Regions from separate parts of the Podarcis muralis genome. Here region 2 is linked to region 1. Evidence: chromatin contacts called from public Hi-C data. All regions are on one chromosome and are shown on one strand. Each heading gives the region's core, a stretch centred on a gene start, on an enhancer-like site or on the middle of the called end of the contact. The rest is flanking DNA. Distances are from core to core; before and after follow the strand shown. Region 1 holds the start of PBX2 (PBX homeobox 2). Region 2 holds the start of LOC114592385 (vesicle-trafficking protein SEC22b-B-like).

Region 1 (3,808 bases), core at 476-2,975:
CTGTATAATTGATGCATCAGTGCAGACTTTTCCTTAGTTTGCATAATTTTATTTGGCTTCCGCTAGCTCCACCTGCTGATTGCTATACATTCGACTGAGCTCTGGCTCCAGAGGGTTAGCAAGGTATTGGCACCACGTTTTTAAGAAGGAATCATGAGCCCTAGAAACTTGTTCCTTCTTGTTTCATAACAAAAGCCAAAATTTTAAATTTTGTAGCCGATTCCCATTTCTCATGTTAAACTTCAGTAGAAACCTGGGTAGGATACACTGTGCTCCTACGTACGAGGCTCCTACCTCCATCACAAACTACGTTTCTCCCACACGGAAAGCGTTTTTGGTTACATGGAAAGTGACAGCAGGCCTGGGATGGGATGTGAATCCCTTGTGTTTATTTAGTTGTTTAGAACACATTTATATACTGTTCTTCGAGCCAAAGCCTCTCATAAATGGAAAGCCTCTGCAGCACTTAGGCTGGCTGAGAGGTTGTAGCCCAGGGTGAGAGGATAGAGAGCCTTTTTTTTAGGCCTAGGAAGTAGTAGCCTAAAGGTAAAATTCACATTCGTCGTTCCACCCACGTTTGCCTCTGGCCTCACTCAACACTGGCATGTGACCCACAGAAACTGGACCTGAAGAGAATGCAAATTCCTTCCCTTAAAATGGTTCTCTATTCCTCTGTTAGAGCGGTTTTTTTGTCCCCACACAACTTGAATGGATATCCATGAGGCAACGCTATAGGGTCAAAGGCCACTAGGATTTTGCCCCCTCAGGCTCATGTACTCAAGTTCACTCAGCACCTATTAAGTCTTCTTTACAACTGAAGAATTCTGCTGAACTTACCTCATTCTCAATACAACACAAACAAGTGAGACCAAGAGAACTACGTCCAAAAGTCTGGGAGGCCTTTAGGGGTGTAGGGCTCTGCCCCACAGCCCCCCTTAGCCCATGGCCCATATCTGCCTGTCCAAACATTTCTGGTGGGCCCATAAATTTGATTTTTTTTTCCTTTGTAAAAATGGCCGCTCCCCTCTTTTGTGTCCCTCCAGGTCCTCCACCCCAGTTTGTTTTGCCCAATGTGGGGCTTGAACCCACAAGCCTGAGATGAAGAATCTCCTGCTCTGCGAACACACGCACATTTACAGCGCATGGTTCCCCCCTTTCCAAAAAAAAAAAAAAGAACCCTGGGAATTGTAGTTTGTTAAGAGTGCTGGGAGTTGCAGCTCTGCAAGGGGCTGAACTACAGTTCCCAGGAGTCTTGGGGGGGGGGGGTCATGTGCTTTAAGCATACTGTGCATAAGCATCCCGCCCATCCATTCCTTCTTTCTTTCTCTCTCTCCAGCGCATAACTCCAAGGCTGCATCAGGTTCGATCCAGCTGCGTAATCCCATATTGTAGAGGGTTGGACTAGATGACCTGGAGGACCCCTTCCCTTCCAACTCTATGATTATACAGTATTCTAATCTTCAGAGGAAGGAAGCCGGCTGGCTCCTTGCGCCTTCTCGCTGCCCCCCTCCAGGTTCTTTTCTTCCAGCTGGGGGCAGCAAAGAGACATAGAGAGAGAGCGCTGTTCCATATACAGTAAATGTATTCTATATACACACAGCAGCGCTAGCTTGGAAAAGGAGGGGAGGCGTCAAGAAGAAAGGAGAAGGAGGAGGGAGGAAAACCCAGAGAAGCTGCTCTCTCCTCCTCCATCTCCTCCTCCTTTTTCCTCCTCTTCCCTCCCTCTTTCCAGCTCCTCCTCCTCCTCCTCCTCCAGCCCTTGTGTGGGACTCCATTTTCCCAGCCCCAAAGTCTCCAAGGGAAGGGGGCCGTGGGAGCGCGCAGCCAAGATGGAATAATAGAGATCTCTAGATCTTGCCTATAGCTATCTGTAGATCTATATAGCTATACAAAACCCAGCCGTGCCTCGACGACGTCGCCCGGGCGCCTCCGGATTTGGGCAGCGTTAGGATCGGCGTCTTTGTGTGCGCGCTCGCTCGCGCTCGGCTGGACAGTTTTCGCCTTGGTGGCTTTTTGCGCCCCCGCGGAATGGATGACCAAGGGAGGCTGATCCAAGCTCGGGGGGCCGTGGGGCTCCCGCCGGGCCATCCGGCCGTGCCGGGGGTCCCTAGCATGACCCCCCACTCCCTCCACGAGCCCCCCTCGGATAACGGCGAGCCGCGCAAGCAAGACATCGGCGACATCCTGCAACAGATCATGACCATCACCGACCAAAGCTTGGACGAGGCGCAGGCAAAGTTGGTTACCCTCTCGCCATTCCGGGGCGCACGGGCTGGTGGGGGAGAGGGGGGTGCTGGAAAGTTGCCTGGGAGGGTACCTCCCTTTGTGTGTGGCGAGGAGTAGTTTGGGATGCAAGCTGTGGGACCGAGACCTGGGGGCCGTGGGGTGGCCCGCGCTTTCCAGCGGAGTTTGGTGGTGCCGGATTTCGGGGGCGCATGTTGTGCGCCTGGGTGGAGACTTGGAAGTTCAAGGTTTCGGGCGGAGGTGCTCCAGTTTTATTGGGGTATTCCCCCAAATCCGGATTTGGGACTTGGGAAGCTGGATTGGGCAGGAACTGAACGTGGAGGGGGTGTTATTTGGGGGAACTTGATGGGGAAGAAAGATGAGGTTGAGGGTTAAGAATGGATTCCCTTGTCTGTTGCGGGGAACTTGAGTGGAGCCTCTTCAGAAAGGAGGAGAGCCTGAGGCCTGGAAGTCTGGAGCAAGTTGGCTCTTGTTTTTGTTGGGTGGAGAAGTTGGGAAGGAGAGGTTCGGATTTCAGGGGAGCCAAGCGTGGATTACAGAGAGGGTTGCTGGGGCCTGTTCCATTTGGGACTTGGGCCATTTTAGGGTAACTGAACTTGCTCTCTGGGGTTTGTAGCTTGTTGTGGGGCGTTCATATGCACAGGATGGTGGTGCTGGTAAACTGGTTTGGGAGGGGTGGTTGGTGTGGAATCCCAGCGTAAATAATAGGGGGAACTGGAATTTGGTTGAAGAGAGAGATTCTAGGGATTGCTGCTCACATTATTCCTGTGGCCCATACCTTCTCCTTAAACCACCAGACATTGCTTCCCTTCCAGATGTTTTAGTAGCCTGGCTTTTCACTCCCTGCCTGTTCACTTAGCCAAGCCACCAGATTTTCACATTTGGTTCAGGGGTATCCCAAACCCCTGAGGTTGATATTTTAGAGGGTCTCTGTTGTGTAGTTAAATATATTAACAGTTAAATTTTTGATTATATTTGGTGATATGTGCTGATCTGCAGGGAGCAAAAGAATTACCTACTTGCAGATAAAACTCTTTGAAGGGTCTCATGCTGAAGTTATAACTTTTGTCTAACTTTGAATAATAAGTTTGTGTGGTTGCTGTATTTTTTATTTTTATTTATATATATATATATAAAAAGACTTTATATTGTAGGCCAGTCTTTAGATTAGAGGCAATATTATTGGTCGGATGGTTTCTGTTTGACAGAACGATTGCCAGAAGTTTGGTTTCAGATATGCGTTTGTGTGTGGAGTGGTTTGTATCAAAACGTCTGGACATCCAAATTCCTGGGAGGTTGTTTTTTCCCCCTGCTGGGAATTGGCACCGTGTTTGTGAGAGAGAATGCAAGACCGGTGTGGTTAAGGGTTGTGAAGTGGCTGTTGGGAAGAGAGGTATTTTATACTGAGAAAGTTAAAATCCTCAGGGGTGTCTTTTTATTTCCTATGATCCGTGTACCTATGTGGATTAAATCCAGTGTGAGGTGAATTGTAGATATTAAGGTCTGCGGAGAGGTTTTCTGTGCTGAATTCTTGTGGAAGTTGTGGCCTTTTAGAGAGAAAAGG
Region 2 (3,808 bases), core at 492-2,991, 150 kb after region 1:
ATGCAGGACACCGCACTCCTTGCTACTGGTATGGCCATCTGGCAGAGCTGTAGCTACAGGGGGGCTAGCTGGGGGTTTGTTTTTTTGCCCCAGTGGAAGCTCCCAGCCTATGTGTGTGGGTACGCAAATGCACATGGGATGTGTGTGCCAAACTGGGTCTTTGATCCGGGTGAAATAAAGCCTACTTTCGCCACGGGCCAGGAAACAATAGAATGTCTGTGAAGAACACATGCATTCAAAAATGAGTGGGTGGGTGGCCATGCACCAGTGATGCGCATGGAAAAACTGGATCTGAGTGACCCGTTTGTGAGATGGAGCTCTTGCCTAGAAGCACCCACCTTCAACATCCACGACACAGCCTGTGTCAAGGGACACTCCACAGAAGGCAGGACAAGACAGTGCTGTCCGTCTCTGTAAGCACCAAGCGTTGTCACTCAGGGGTCAGAGCAGGGGTCAGCAAACTTTTTCAGCAGCGGGCCGGTCCACTGTCCCTCAGACCTTGTGGGGGGTCAGACTGTATTTTTGGGGGGGAAATGAATGAATTCCTATGCTCCACAAATAACCCAGAGACGCATTTTAAATAAAAACACACATTCTACTCATGTCAAAACACGCTGATTCCCGGACCGTCTGCGGGCCAGATTGAGAAGGTGATTGGGCCGGATCCGGCCCACGGGCCTTAGGTTGCCTACCCATGGGGCAGAGCATCTGCAAAAGGTCCCAGGTTCAGTTCCTGACATCTCCAAAAAAAGGGCAAGGGTACCCTGTTTGAAACTTTGCTGCCAGTCTGTGCTGACAATACTGTGCTAGGTGGACCAATGGTTTGAATCGGCATAAGCCAACTTCCTGTGTTCCTGTGCAATTGCATTTGAAGCTGGGGGAGCGGAAGAAACGCTACAAATGAGCAGTTGAGGGAGATGAGATGCTGGAGGGAGGGGGCAGCTGGGAAACGAGATCAGTCTAGGGAGCAACAACTGGCTTTTCAAGAATAATTGAGTGAATGGTGTCCATTCCAAAGAAAACAGACGCTCCGGGAATACTCCAGGCAAAGGAACTCTGCACAGGCTCAGAAGCCCCCTCAGCTCAACGCGCCTGCAATTTGTAACAGCAGAGCTTAAACTTTACACTACAGAGTAGACCTATGTAGAACTGCGCTGTAAAGCTGGCAAGCACCCTCAGTGGCCACTCGTTTTTTGAGTGGTTTGTAAGTTTTGCAAAATTAATTGCAAAAGCGCAACATGCCACAATAGCTAAAACCAGACAACCTAAAAAGTTACTTCCGCTTACTTTTTTGGCATCATTACTTTGTACTTTGGTAATTTACTGGTGCCTGCTGTTTTTGAAGTCTGCCATATTCCTGTTCAGTAACTTTCAAATTATTATTATTTGCAAAATTGTATTATTAGAATACAAAACCACGACGAAGATAATGCAACCCACAAGGCCCAATAATCGAAGTTGCAAAAATGCCAGATGCGGCCACGATGGCCAAAGCAGCTCAGCCCATCAAGCTATACAATAATAATTGCAACTTTTTAAAAAACAAACCCCTCCCACAATGACTAAAATCAACACAAGCTAAAGAGTTGCTGCTGCTAACGATATTACTAGCAGGGATATTACCTCCAAGGCGAAAGAGAGGAGGAGCCCTTCGGAGGCCGGGAGGGGCGTGCGCGCCTCGCCTGGTGCCAAACTAACTTCTTGGCGGCGTCGCTCCGCCCCGCTTCGCCCGCGATTTGCATCCCTCCCGTCGGCCACGTCAGCCGGGAGTCCGGGTCCGGCTGCAGCCTCCGGAGGGGAGGGGGAGAGGGATACCCCCCCTTAAAAAACACCCCAGGACCCCCCCCCCCGCCCCCAGCCAGGATGGTCTTGCTTACCATGATTAGCCGGGTCCAAGACGGGCTTCTCCTGGCAGCTTCTATGCAAGAAACGGAGCAGGTAAGAGGAAGGAGGAACCCAGGAGTCCGGGGCTTCCAGGGCATCTCCGCCCCCCCCCCCGCTCAGCCGACCCTCTCCAGCTCTAACCACTAGGAAATCCTTTCCTCTCAAGGGTCACCTTTCCGCTTTTTAGGACCCTTTTCGCTACTTCTTACTTGCACCTGGTTTTGTTCTACGTGGGAAACTCAGCCAGATGGGCGGGGTATAAATAATAAATTATTATTATTATTGTTGGTGGGGGGGGGGAGTGAACTTTCAAACCTGGTTTCAGAGATGATTTAGGTAGGGGTTATGACAGTGGCGCACGTGGAGTGGGGGTGTTAAACAAATAAATTAATAGCACCAAACGTCCCGGGGCGTCTGTTTGAAGGCTGCAGTCTAGTACACACATCTGCAAGGAAACTCAATTGAAAAACAATGAGACACCTTTCTGAGTACAAATAATAATAATAATAATAATAATAATAATAATAATAATAATAATAATACATATAGCAGGGGTGGATAAATGCCAGTTTGGGGGACCTGATCTGGACCCACTCCTCCTCTTGGTAATTTTACTGACCCACTTCGAGATCCCATGGGTTTTGAAGGCAGTGCAAAATAAATAAGTAAATTAAAAAGTAAGATGGTGCCCTGATTTGGAATGCTCAGTGGTGGAGCACCTGCTTTGCTTGCAGAAATTCCCAGGTCCAGTCCTTATATTTCCAGGTACAGTTAGGGGAGGCCTCACTCTGGAACCCCGGAGTGCTGCTTCCGGCCAGTGTTGACAGTACTGAGCTAGGTGGGCCAGTGGTCTGACTTCCTGCGTTACAAATCTACCCTTCCCGCCATTGGAAAAAGGAAGAATAAATCCCTCTTCTGCCTCCCAGTTGATGTGTGGGGCAGATGAGTGTGCCCACTTTTGGCCCCACCCTCAGCTGCCATGTGGCCCTCACAGGTTTGGCTGAGGGCGAACGCGGCCCTTGATGCAAAAAGGGCTGCTCCAACGTATAGGAGACCGCTTCAAGTGTACTTTGTATTGTAGGCTAATTTTGTCTTTCCCCGGCACTTCATTACACACACTCATATATAGAACCAGCTTTAGGCAGGTGAACCATAACTGCTAAAGAGAGCTTCCTTGCTCAGAGGCAGTTTATCTTTGAATACCAGAACTTGGGAGAAGATCACAAGGGTCCTTCAGGAGCTAACAAAAATGGGCAGCTAACTAGGGATGCGGGTGGCGCTGTGGGTTAAACCACAGAGCCTAGGACTTCCTGATCAGAAGGTCGGCAGTTCGAATCCCCGTGACGGGGTGAGCTCCTGCCAACCTAGCAGTTTGAAAGCACGTCAAAGTGCAAGTAGATAAATAGGTACCACTCCGGCGGGAAGGTAAACGGCATTTCCATGCGCTGCTCTGGTTCGCCAGAAGCAGCTTAGTCATGTGACCCGGAAGCTGTACGCCGGCTCCCTCGGCCAATAAAGCGAGATGAGCGCCACAACTCCAGAGTTGGCCACGACTGGACCTAATGGTCAGGGGTCCCTTTACCTTTAACTGGCAAGTGATGAAAACAAGTTGCTGGACTAGATTATCCAGCAAGACTGTTATTCTTTTCACGTTTGACTCTCCACCCCCATCGTTCTACCTGGACACTGAGGTCCAGCGCTGAGGGCCTTCTGGCAGTTCCCTCACTGCGAGAAGCCAAGTTACAGGGAACCAGGCAGAGGGCCTTCTCGGTAGTGGCACCCGCCCTATGGAACACCCTCCCACCAGATGTCAAAAAGAAAAACAACTACCAAATTTTTAGAAGACATCTGAAGGCAGCCCTGTTTAGGGAAGCTTTTAATGTTTGATGTATTACAGTATTTTAATATTTTTTTGGAAGCCGCC

Evidence for each region. A called contact is a pair of places that touch in the nucleus more often than the background predicts.
Region 2: a contact with region 1 is called in a Hi-C map of tail, with 3 times the contacts expected there. The contact joins the promoter of LOC114592385 here to the promoter of PBX2 in region 1. A contact is called at or near these places in 2 of 3 Hi-C or Micro-C datasets (blood and tail).

Annotation. Positions count from the first base shown.
Region 1 is chr2:113,418,135-113,421,942 of rPodMur119.hap1.1, forward strand. It overlaps PBX2 (PBX homeobox 2), which reads left to right and starts at 1,726. Exons shown (of 9, transcript XM_028720399.2): 1 at 1,726-2,237. The coding sequence starts at 2,029.
Region 2 is chr2:113,572,474-113,576,281 of rPodMur119.hap1.1, forward strand. LOC114592385 (vesicle-trafficking protein SEC22b-B-like) reads left to right here and starts at 1,742. Exons shown (of 5, transcript XM_028720521.2): 1 at 1,742-1,938. The coding sequence starts at 1,864.